Linked DNA regions of Mus musculus: region 1 is linked to region 2. Evidence: chromatin contacts called from public ChIA-PET data. All regions are on one chromosome and are shown on one strand. The core of a region is the stretch at or near the end of the contact, and the rest is flanking DNA. Distances in the headings are between cores, read along the strand shown. Region 1 holds the start of Add1 (adducin 1 (alpha)). Region 2 overlaps Fam193a (family with sequence homology 193, member A).

What was found. ChIA-PET counts read pairs in DNA pulled down with a chosen protein or histone mark.
Region 1: an RNA polymerase II ChIA-PET map of memory CD8 T cells shows a contact between it and region 2, with 18 read pairs. The contact joins the promoter of Add1 here to the enhancer-like site in region 2. A contact is called at or near these places in 1 of 39 promoter capture datasets (macrophages), 1 of 484 Hi-C or Micro-C datasets (bone marrow-derived dendritic cells), 4 of 115 datasets of contacts at active chromatin or transcription factors (CD8 T cells, bone marrow-derived macrophages, embryonic stem cells and 1 more) and 2 of 9 other capture datasets (adipose tissue and liver).

Annotation. Positions count from the first base shown.
Region 1 is chr5:34,570,276-34,576,398 of GRCm38.p6, reverse strand. It overlaps Add1 (adducin 1 (alpha)), which reads right to left and starts at 2,735. Exons shown (of 16, transcript NM_001331082.1): 1 at 2,486-2,735. It overlaps Mir7036b (microRNA 7036b), which reads right to left and starts at 2,248; the gene lies at 2,186-2,248.
Region 2 is chr5:34,463,286-34,469,504 of GRCm38.p6, reverse strand. Fam193a (family with sequence homology 193, member A) reads right to left here. Exons shown (of 21, transcript NM_001243123.1): 18 at 5,301-5,531; 19 at 3,058-3,931. Among named protein-coding and RNA genes, the nearest start is that of Tnip2, 48 kb to the left of the region's middle. Within about 2 kb of position 3,219, at least 23 of the 459 cell types and tissues checked have an H3K27ac peak or open chromatin away from gene starts, as enhancers often do. A contact at or near this core is called in memory CD8 T cells, where this site is marked.

The DNA.
Region 1 (6,123 bases), core at 1,486-3,985, 110 kb before region 2:
GCCACCACACCCAGCTTATATGGTGCCAAAGATTGAACCTAGAGTCTTATGCATGCTAGGCAAGAACTCTATTAATTGAAGTGCCACTCCAGCCCTGTTGGCTTGGTTTTTGCCCTTAGTAAGTTTTAGTTCTAACAATGACTAAAGCAGTGTCCGATAGAATCACTTTGTCTATGTAGTTTATTCAACATTAATATGCATATGCAGGACAAACTTAATTCCTTTTTGGGAATTTTTTTTTTTTTTTTTGGTTTTGGTTTTTCTAGACAGGGTTTCTCTGTATAGCCCTGGCTGTCCTGGAACTCACTTTGTAGACCAGGCTGGCCTCGAACTCAGAAATCCGCCTGCCTCTGCCTCCCAAGTGCTGGGACTAAAGGCATGCGCCACCACACCCGGCTTTAAATTTTTTTTTCTTTTTTGGAATTTCTAATCTTTCTAGATGTCTAGAAGTACATAATGTATATTAAAAGTAGAATTAACACACTTTATAGAAATCCAGCTAGCAATTGTTGAAACTGAATGCATAAATAATGACTTGTTTAATGCTTATCTCTCAAACGTGAATGTGTGTATATGGAAGAGTTTATTCAACACGGGAGAGAGGAAGGAAAAAAGAGAAATCAATACAAACAGCCTCATGCAGTAAAAATACCTGGGCACTTGTCTTAGTTAGGGTTTTTAGTGCTGTAATAAAACACAAACTCAACCTGGGGAGGAAAGGGTTTGCTTCACCTTACAGCTTCTAGTCCATCATCCAGAGGAAGTTAGGGCAGGAACTCTGCAGGAAAAGAGCTGACTGCTGCAGAGGCCATGGAGGAGGGCTGCTTACTGGCCTGCTCTAATGGCTTGCTCAGCCTGCTCTCCTGTAGCACCCAGACCACCTGCCCAGCAAGGGCACCACCTACACATTGAGCTCCCACGTCAATCATCTATCAAAAACCGTGCACAACAGACTTGCCCCCTAGCCAATCTGGTAGGGACATTTTCTCAGGTGAGGTTCCTTCTCAAATTACTCTCGCCTGTGTCAAGTTAACTTTAAACCCTAGCCAGCACAGTATTGTCTGAAGCATTTCAGTATTTAATGTCCTGACTCAACATGATTACATGAAATGAATGGTGTGTGTGTGTGTGTGTAGCAAAGCAACAAAAACAATAGTATCAGATAATACCAAGAGTTAAGTGAAAACCTGAATGGTTTATGTAAAACAGATCTTAGAAAGGACACTATCCCAGTTTGCAGAATGATTAGAATTCCTAGTCGCTTCATTTGCTGACTCTCACTAACCTACACACACATGAGTAAACTAACCACACCGACCTGCACCTCTGCGAAACCACATCTAAACCCTGAAAAGCTGTTCTGAAGGTCAACACCATTCATACTTCCTCAAAAAACAACTTTACTATCAGGGTGTGGTGTCAACCTCAAGGTAATCCTAGAACTAGGGGCAGAGGCAGAAATTTTCAGTTCCAGACCATTCTGGGCTGCGAATTGACGAAGCATAGCAAAGTTTTAGAATTAAAATGTGATCCCTACGTCACTGGCTTTAATTAAAGACTGCGATTTTTAGAATCCCACCCGCATAAAACTCACCTCCGACCTGCAACCTCCTTCCTCTCTGGAGCCTGTTGAGTCCACCCACGACTCCCAGCTTGCTTGCAAAGGAGACATAGCGGATCCCTTAGCAATCTAGTTCCTATCCCGACTGAGATTTCAACCCACTTTTGACAAACACACAATCTCTCTGAAATTCTTGAGCAGTTATGCATAGACAGATTTTAGCTTTGTTCTTGGTCTTTGGGAGTTTAACAACGTTAGGCCTAAAATCATGGTCAAAACAACAGCAGTTTCAGGTGAACCAAAATATTTATTTTTAAGATGGGTGTGCATAAAACAAACACAACTCATCTACCAAATACCTTGAACCAGGAACTGAATTATAAAAACGAAGTGTTTTTAGGAAGAGGTCTGAACGATAAAACAGAGAGGAAAGGCAAGCCCCATCTCCAGGAAGTTCCACGACCACCTCATTACTACCATCCGTGGACAGAGCTGGCTTTTTTCTCTTGGGGCAGAAGGTGTCAGTTTTTAAAAGAGCCGACAAGCGGAACCCAGATGCACCTTTCCACAATCTCTGCAGTGACCAGCATTTGGAGCCACCATTAGCACAATGCTGACCCGGGAGGACCCCGAGGCCCACCAGGAAGCTCAGAGCCGAGCAAGCCGCTTCCACAGAGAACCCCGCGTCCGTCCGGGCCATCCTGGGAAGCGACGATGCAGTGTCCTCGCCCCCGCACTCGGAGGCAAGCACCTAGACCCCGGGCACCCCGCGCCGCAGCGACCTAGCCGCGCCCTCCTCAGCGCACCAGAGGCGCCCCAGAGGCCCCGGGCCCTGCCCAGCCCTGCCCTGCCCGCCCAGCACCGCCGCCCCTGCCCTACGCCCGCTGGGGGCCCCGGAGACCTCGCCGCGCTCCCGGGCCTCACCTCCGCGGAGAATCGGGGAGAGAGCACGGCTTCCCGGGTCCGAGTGCGGCCGCCGCCTCGCCTGCGGCTCGCGCTGGGCTCCGCCCCCTGGCTGCCGCGCACCCCCCGCCGCCTGCAGCAGCCCTCGTCCTCTCCCGCCCTCAACCCTCACCCCTCTACTCGCCCCCGCCGCCAAGCTGGGTGCGGCCTGCGGCGCTGCGGCCCAACAATGCACAGCCCCATTGGTCTGAACGCCCTACCGCCGTCCAGCACTACTCTCTGTTATTGGTCAATCTTAAGCAAGGGGCAGGCCCGGAGAAGGGCGGGGCCCTGGGAGGCGGAGAGAAGGGTAGACTCCGGCCTCCGGCTGAAGGCGGTGTCACAGTGGGATTAGGGGTCGCTTTGGCTGCGTCCGGGACGGCGGGCTGGTGCACCTGCTCACAGGAACGCTAGTTCTCCCACTGAGACGGTCAGACCCACAAACTGACTGCGAACGGACACGGTCTAGGTGCGCTTCAGGCGAGAAGATCAGTAGGCAGTTTGGGAGACTGGGCTGTCAATCAGGGTGGAGTCAGGACTGAGATGTCTGTGTGTGCTCTGATAAAGCTCCACAGACAGGAAGGGCCCGCCGGATGACAGTGGATTAACAAACACCGAGGCCTCTTCAGAGGCAGGGAATGAGGCTAGGTGAGGCCTTGGCAGAACCAGTCCACCTGGCAGCGACCTGGTAAACTAACCTAAGGATCAAGTCCCTACTGTCTCTCCTGTCAACTGAATCCTAAAAGACCCAAAGGAAACAAAGGGGTCCCGCTCCTGGTTCCCTTCAAACCATTAAAGGTTGAAGCCTCGAGCCTGGCTCAAGTGACAGAAGTGTGTATCCAAGCCTCTCCTCAGCCAGGCGTGGTGGCGCACGCCTTTAATCCCAGCACTTGGGAGGCAGAGGCAGGTGGATTCTGAGTTCGAGGCCAGCCTGGTCTACAAAGTGAGTTCCAGGACAGTCAGGGCTACATACACGGAGAAACCCTGTCTCAAAAAACAAAAACAAACCGATCCTCACAGCAAGAGCTCTGAGTTTGACCCCATAAGGGTCAGAGAGGTTGTGGATTCCAGTCAGTACCCTCTGTCCTAGGAACATTTGCCCTACATGTTGACTGTTCTCAGATGACTTTTCTGACATCCTCCAGCACCCAGCAACAAGTCTAATGCCAGTGAAAGTTTGCTGAAGAGAGAGAGTTTTCGATAATCAACTGTCATTCTCCATGATCCATCTGTTTTCTGCACTGGCCAGATAGGAGAGTTAAACGGAGATGTGGTGGGAACCACCACCCCTGCATCTTTCAAGTCCTTGATAGTGGCAGTAATTTCTGCAATTCCTCCAGGAATACGATACTGTTTTTGATTCACTATTTTCTTTGGCAGAGGCAACTCTAAAGGCTTCCATTTGGCCTTTCCAACCATAATAGCCCTCACTCTACAGTTCAGGGAACCAATATGAGAATTCTGCCAATTTCTGAGTATATCTATCCCAATTATACATTCTGGAACTGGGGAAATCACCACAGGATGTGTCCGGGGACCTATTGGACCTACTGTGAGTCGGACATCAGTCAAAACTCCATTAATCACCTGCCCTCCATAAGCCCCTACTTTAACTGGAGAGAGGGTTGAGTGATTAAAAATGAAATATATAGAGATATAAAAGTTTAGAAATGTTGCCTATAAGTCCAGCTACAAGAGATCCAACACACTCCTCTGTACTCTGTGGGCACCTGCTCTCAAATAAGATATAAAAATGAAATCAGACATGTACAGATGAAAAAAATCCACAGTGTGACAAAACACTGAATGGGGTTAGGAGACAATTTGTCCTCAAAAGAAGTGATTTCTTAACTTGAAGACACAGGGCAAATGCACAGCATAAAGAAACTGGGCAAGATTGAACAGCATACGAAGGAGATGTAGGACTTCATAGGGGGTGAAAGGGCAGAAATATTTGAAAATTTAAAGTCAAAAATTCAAGGAACTCAAGTAGGGGAGATGGCTCAGGAGGTAAGGGCACTTGTTGCTCAAGCATGAGGACCTTAGTTTCAGGCCCCAGCACTCGTAAAAAGCAGGGCATGGCCATGCACCCCTGTAACCCGGCTATTAAGGGTGGAGATGGGGATTACTGGGGCCTGCTGGCTGCCACACTAGCTCTAGGTTCAGTGAGACACCCTGTCTCAAGGGACTAAAGGCAAAGACTGATAAAGAAAAACACCTGATGGCCTGGCCTCTGCACATGTGTACACATATACCCAACATACATATATCACATTCATACATATACACAAAAGGAAAAAGGAACCCGGTTAAGTCACTTCTAAATGCTACTGAGCCCTGAAGTGGGTTCAACCAGAACCAGAGATACTGCCCCCAGACCCCATGCTCCTCACTACTGTAATCCACTGTCTCCTAGTCCATGTGTGCTACATATAAGGATTCTGCATGTCACAACCATGTGTATTCACCAGAGAACGCTGCTTGGACATAGGTTTAAGTCAATACAAAGTCTTTAATGGCTGGCTGGCGACTACACTGGGTGCTTGGGATCTCATGTAGCACTGAGCCTTTTTTAGGGTCCTTTTAAGATGGATTGACATACTTCAGTGAACAAGAACAGTCAGCCAGAAGCAGAACCACAGAAGCCAAAAGGCAAGGTGAGTTAGTACATTCGGAGACTTTCCCAGGCCTACAGACTCTCCCTCGTATCTCTGGGTCTTTGTTTTAGCAGGTGGTGCCATCTACTCGATGAGTTTTAAAGGCTGAACAAGACTTCCATCATGGAGTCAGTTGTGTTAAGGTCTGGGACCCTGTTACAACAGTGACAGCTGAGGAAAAAGCTTGGTTTGTTGGTGTGAGCTGAAAGGAGTCTAGCACTGCTGTGTGCCCACTTGGCAGGCAGTTCCACTGGAACATAATGGCGAGATATTATCCCAGAGGCAACTTGGCCATTGCCACTGTGTGGAAAGGAATGTGGGTTGGACTCAGGGGCTGTAAATGGCTCAGCTAACTGATCAGGAGCCTGAAAGTGGCTGTCTAGAAGCTAGAAGATGGATTGGTCTGAGGGAGGGGCATATGGATGGACTTATGGGAGTTGACAAAAAGGATGAAGATCTTTGGTTTGTGTGTTTCTTTGTTTGTAGACAGGGTTTCGCTATGTAGCTCTGGCTGTCCTGGAACTCACTATGTACACCACACTGGCCTTTGAACTCAGAAAGATCTGCCTGCCTTTGCCTCCCAAATACTGGGATTAAAGGCGTGTGCTACTATACCCGACCAGACCAGATAAAGATCTGTGCATTAAACCTGGACCACTGTGTGTATAGCTGGAACCCTTGAAGGTCAGAAGGCAGCACTGGATCCCCTAGAACTAGAGTTACACATAGTTGTGAGCCACCATATGGGTTTTGGGAACTGGGCCTGGGTCCTTTACAAGTGAAACAAGTGCTTGTAACCTCTGAGCCCAAGATTTGCTTTGTATTATTTTTATTTATGTGTTATGTATTTGTATCCATTTATGTACCATGTTTATACTGGTGCCAGTGGAAGCCAGAAGAGACTGTCTGATCATCTAGAGCTGAAGTTAAGGTAGTTATTAGCCACCCAATGTGGGTGCTGGG
Region 2 (6,219 bases), core at 1,970-4,469:
TAATCTTAGAACTTAGGAGGTGGAAGCAGGAGGATCAGAAGTGCAAGGTCACCCTAAGCTCCACAAAGGAAGTTGGAAGCCTGTCACAAAACAAACAAAACAAAAACAGCAGCAACATGAGAGACACAGAGAGAGGGGGTGTGTGTGTGTGTAGGAAAAGCACATCTGCCACCCTTGTCTACAGACATATGACATAACTTCTCCAGTAAACTCCTGTGAAAGACAAGACTTGAACAATGAAGCAATTTACTAAAATAAAAGATGTGAAGATAGTACACACACAAAAGAGTTTCATATAATCAACCAGTGAGGCTGCACTGTCTAATAGAAATTAATGTGATTTTTTTTTCTTTAAAAAAAGATTTATGTTATGTATGAGTACACTGTAGCTGTCTTCAGACACACCAGAAGAGGGCATCAGATCCCATTCCAGATGGTTGCGAGCCATCATGTGGTTGCTGGGAATTGAACTCAGGACCTCTGGAAGAGCAGTGTTAGCATTCTGTCTAAACTCCACCGCACAGTTACCTGGCAACAGACAGGTAGGCCTGACCCACTATAAAAGGGGCTGCTTGTCCCCTCCTCCCTCTCTTCCTCTTGCCTCTCTCTTGCTCTTCCTCTTCTCTCCCCCCACCCCTCTTCTCCACATGCTCATGGCCATGGCTGGCCTCTATTTCTCTCCCTCTCTCCCCCTCCCTCCCTCCTCCTAATCCTCCTCTTAACTCCCCTCCCCATGCCCTGAATAAACTCTATTCTATACTATACTGTCCTGTGGCTGGTCCCTGGGGGGGGGGGGGGGAGAAGGGGGGAAGGGATGCCTTGTCATAGGCCCACTGAGACACCCCCCCTTCCCCCATACCTCACCACACTCCTATAGAATATATATCTCTCCGTACCATATGATGTGTTTATAAAAAGATAAAGGGGGAAAGAATATATTCTATGGGGGTGTGGTGAGGTATGGGGGAAGGAGGTGTCTCAGCAGGCCCATGCTGAGGCATCCCTTATCTCTGAGGGACCAGCCACACTATGGGATAGTATAGAAGAACAGAATTTATTCAGGGCATGGGGAGGGGAGTTAAGAGGGTAGTAGAGGCAGAGAAAGGCAGAGAGACAGAGTAGACAAGTAGAGACCGCCATGCCATGAACTCAAGGAGAGAGGGGGTAAGGGAAAAACAGGAGAGAAGCAAGAGATCAAGAGAGGGAGTGGGGGCAAGCAGCCCCTTTTATAGGTCTACCTGGCTGTTGCCAGGTAACTGTGGGGGTGGAGTTTAGACAGAATGCTAACAGTCAGTGCTCTTAACCACTGAGCCATATCTCTCCAGCCCAATAAATGTGATTTGAGTAACATATTTTAAGACTTAAAAAATATATTTAGTAATAATTTAATATATTAAAATAGTATTATAACATGTAATTAACATAAAATGTATTGTGGTAAAGGATGAAGCTCAGGGATACAGTGCCTTTCTGATATGCATAGGCCTTGGGCTTCAATTCCAGCACTGGAAATTAAATACACTGAGAGACTTCATCCATTTTTAAAAGTAAATTCCAGAATATAGTATATACTTCATAGCACCTACATCTCAACTCACTGTAAGTTATAAAGAAGAGCAGCCAAATACTAAGAACAACAACTAAGAGATAAGAGAAGCACCTATAAAACTTGTAAATGGGAGACTTAAAAATAACAGTTCAGAGCAGGGAACACAAGAAAGAACACAGAGCCCAGACCCAGACCCAGGGCATATGAAAACCGCTGCAGTAGAGCAGCACTATAGACCACAGGGGCAGGAAGAGCTTCCTCATAAATTGTGGAAGCATTTGGGAAAAGAGAAAAATAAACCCACACTTCATCTCATACCCCAAAATAAACCTCAAACATGTTTAAGATCTACATGAGGGGAGGAAGAAGAAACTACACAAACACTAGAGAGAAATTTTGTATTCCTCCCTAACCCTGGTGTCAGAATAAGACTAACAATTATCAAACTCTAAAGGCAGTTTACAATGTAAGACTTACAATGTAAGATTGGTAAAATGACTACATAAAAGTTAACAAGAAAACTTCCAAATGGCTGAAAAACCCAGTAAACCAAGTTCATAGGAAACTGAGGAACCAGGAGAAAATTTTGGCAGCACCGAACAGAGGTGAAAAACTCGTATTCCTAATTTATAAAAATCTCTTAAAAACCAAACAACAAAATTCTAGTTAAGAACAAAAACAAACAAACAAACAAACAAACAAACAAAACAACCAAAAGGTCTGTTGGATAGTTTTATATCAGCTTGATATAGGCTAGAGTAATTTTTGGAAGAGGGAATCTCACTGTGGAGAAAATGATCCCATCAGACTGGCCTATGGGTAAGCCTGTAGTGCATTTTCTTGATTGCTTATTGTTGTGGGAGGGTCAAGTTCACTGCATGGGTGGTACTACCTTTGGGATAGTGGTCTTGGAGACTGTAAGAAAGCAAGTTCAGTAAGCCATGAGGAGTAAGCCAGTAAGCAGCATGTCACCTTTATGTACAAAACAGGAAGTTCAGACTTCTCTAGAGTATAAGACAAAAACCTTTGCAACTACTTCAAGAATGTTCTAGACCTGTGTAAGTCACTATCGGAACAAGTTCTTAGTAATCAAGGATGTCTGAGAACACAAGTCATGCACTGGATATCATGGAAACTCACTGTGACACAGACATGGAAACTTACTAATTATGAGATAGGAACAATCAACACAACGGTATTAGAAACAGGTGAACATAACCTCACCCAAAGATGACCCAGGATAGGAGGGATGTTACAGCAGCCACTCTCCTTACCCTCTCCAGTTCTGTACCTATGTTTTCAACTAACCACAAATCAAATTTTTTAAAAAAAAAGTGCACTTTATATGTCTAAAATTATTTCAAAATCATAATATAGCAGCTACAAATTATTATTGTTGGAAAAGTCACAGATGAGCAACATCCCGCCTGCAGGGGCCTGTCGAGAACTCACACACACAGACCACACCAGCCAAGGCTGGGAACAGTTCCCTTGTGATCTTTATTTACCAAGTGAACTGCTGGTTCTGTCTCCTTTCTTCTTTTTATTTTTCTTATTCTTGCCCTTGGGCTGAGGAGAACTGGCCAGAATCAGCCTGCCATTCTGCAGGAGCTGGCTGGGGGAGGGTGGCTCAGGAGTGACAGTGCTCAGCTTCTCCTCTTTGATGTGGCTCAGCTGCTTTTTGTTGTTGTTGTTGCTGTTGGTTTTCCTCTCCTCCCTCTTCTGCTCTGTGAGAAGAGCAAGGTCAACTACTTTAGGTTTCAACTCTGGCTGGGCCCGGGGTTTGAGCTGTACCTCTGTGGTTTTGGGAGGCTCTGTGGGCTTCCTGGCTGGCTCATTGCTGGTCTTGCTGGTTTGCTTTAACTTTTGCTTGCTATTTCCCTCCTTGTGATGATGCATCATGTCCAAGAGAAATGCAAGAGGCTCGTGCTGCTTCCCATTGACTTCCTTAGGTAGCAGAAGCTTGGAGGGGTCTCTGGGGTCCACAGGGTCTGTAGCATCCCCATTGGCTCCAGGCCCTGGCCTGGGCTCTGAGTGGTTCATGTGTCTGGAAGGGGAGTGAGATGAGGTTTCTGGTTCTTCGGTTTGTTCTAAGGAGCCATTGTGGATGTTTTCAGAGTTAGAGATAGACTCTGTTGCTGCCTGGAAATTTCTAGCAAGCATGTCCAACTTGGAACAGTCTTTACTTGGCCGATCCTTTTTCTTCTTTTTTGCAGCTCTTAACTTCTGAAGCTCCTGAAGCCGCTGAAATTCCTCCTTGAAATGCTGTTCCTCGTCCTCCTCTTCTTCGTCCTCCTCTTCTTCCCGCTGCTTTTGCTCCTCCTGATGATGCAGATGCTCCCGTGCCCTGGCCTCAGCTTCTAGGCGTGCCTTCTCTTCCAGCTGCCAATAACAAAAGAGAAGATGGCTTTAGACCATGGTAAGAACTCCAAAACTTGACAGAGTTGCTAAGACGGCTCAGCAGGTAAAGGCATTTGCCACCAAGCCTGGTGAGTTGAATTTGATCCCCCAAGAACCACATGGTGAAGAATCATCCCATAAACATTGACCCATGACTTACACACAAACTATGATGGCCTCCCCTCCCCACATATATAAATGTAATTAAAAAAATTACTCTAGAAACTTGAGATATCAATCATATATTGAAAAATAAACTTTGATAGAGGCAGTAACAAATGTACCTACAACATACGTACCTGTAATTATTTCACCCAAAAGAACTGTTAAATCTCATCTACCTACCAAGCATATGCTTACTTTACTGGGAACTAGGTGGCTAGCTTCTGACCAAGAAGTAGGTACCAGGAGTAGTCAGACCAGCAGTTGTGCTGTGCGTGCAGCACCCATAGACCTGACCATCTCTCTATAGAAATAGCAAGGAATCAGCTTTCTGATTGCATGAGCTCCTGACAGACTTTGCTGTCCAGGTGAGGGCTGAACCAGAAATAAGGACCTGCATAAGTAAGACACAAACAAAATGTGTCCAAAAGTTTGAAAGTCCCTTCCCACACTATCAGATAAAAGTCTCAATACACGTTGAACTACACAAGAGCAAAGGGCTTTCAGAAATATTCAGTTTCACATAGCAAAGTGGCCCCAATGTATTTCTGCTTTCCAACCTGATGGAAAGAAGTTTCATCAAGTAAAGATTTCATTGTACGAATGATTCTAGACCACAGAACAGACCCTTTCAGGGCTCCAAACCCAAGCAAATAGATGTCTACTTTTCATGACGTGCTATGAAAAGCCCTGTCAAGTTTCTGGGGAGTGGAAATTGCTCTCAGCAGTTTACACCAAGGAAGCTGCCTAACCTTACACTTTATAATGTTGATGCTAAGAGCTGTCCTTCAAGTAGATGGGCCTGTGGGTCAGAACAAGAATGTGTGAAGTCTGTCTTAGGAAGAGGCTTGCAGGCACCATGGGCTAGAGCTCTATCTTCTATCAAAGGCCATCTCTCAGCTTCTAAACCTCAGAGTCCCATCTACTCTGCATCACAAAATCTCTTCCTTCTATCTCTTTGGAAGAAAGGTTCCTACAAAAGTGTATGTAAGCGCTGCTGTCCCACTGGCCAGGCAGAGCAGGCTGCATGAAAGCCTATTACAAACTCAATACTTTGGGAGAAGACAAAGTGGTACAGGTGCTAGTTCAGGCCTTCTGCGACAGACAGACTCCTAGAGCACCAGGGCAGGCATGTCAAGCAGCCCTAGCTTCGTATCTGTGCGCCCTGGTAGGGCGGGCTGTCACTTACCTTCCTCTGCTTGTGCCTTGCTCGTTTGGCTGCCCGACTACTACTAACTGGCTTGGCCTCAGAGCTGTTTATAAACTGTAACAAATCCTCCACTCTCCGATGGTCAACCACACCCTCCCGTTCTGAGATCTGCTCCATTTTCTTGGGTTGTTCTTCCTTCCTCTTAGTCAGGCGTAAACGAAGTTTTTCCCTCATTTCTGCATAATTTCTACTTGTTGGTGCAGCTGGAGGCTAAGGTAAAAATATAAATAAATTAGGCCTAAAGTTTAACAACTTTGAATATAACAAATTTCAGAATACATCTCTAAAAATACCCGTTTTTCAAAGAAAAATTACTTAAATATTTAGTATATGCTTAAAACTTAATATATGCCTTCAGATTGATTATAATAATATATGCTTACATATAACCATTGTGAAAGAAAAATTAAGAAAATAACTTGAGTGGCAGGATAAAAAGCAAAGCCTAATTATTACTATATAACCTAAAAGATGAGATTTATTAACTATCTTCCAATTGGTATACATTTGTGAAAATCTAGCAAAATATATACAAATGGGTTTTTAAAGCTGAAAAGCAATACACATATTTATATGTATATTTTTATTTAGTACAGTGGGTTTATCTTCCCCACCGGAGCTGGAGACCAAACCAAGGATTTTACATTGGCCAGGCAAATATTCTATAACAGAGTTAAATCCCTAACGCTGATTATTTTTTGATGTTGATAAATCTTATTCTCTTCAGCAATCTTTACTTTCCTTTTCAGTGTTAAAAGGGGAACAAAAGGAAGAACACCTGGTTCTCATTCCTACTGCCACATTCCTTACTATTAAAAATCACACACATATTTAAGGAAATGGAGACAGAACAAAGCAAATGAAACAAAACACCCATATGCCTTCACTTCTTATTTAC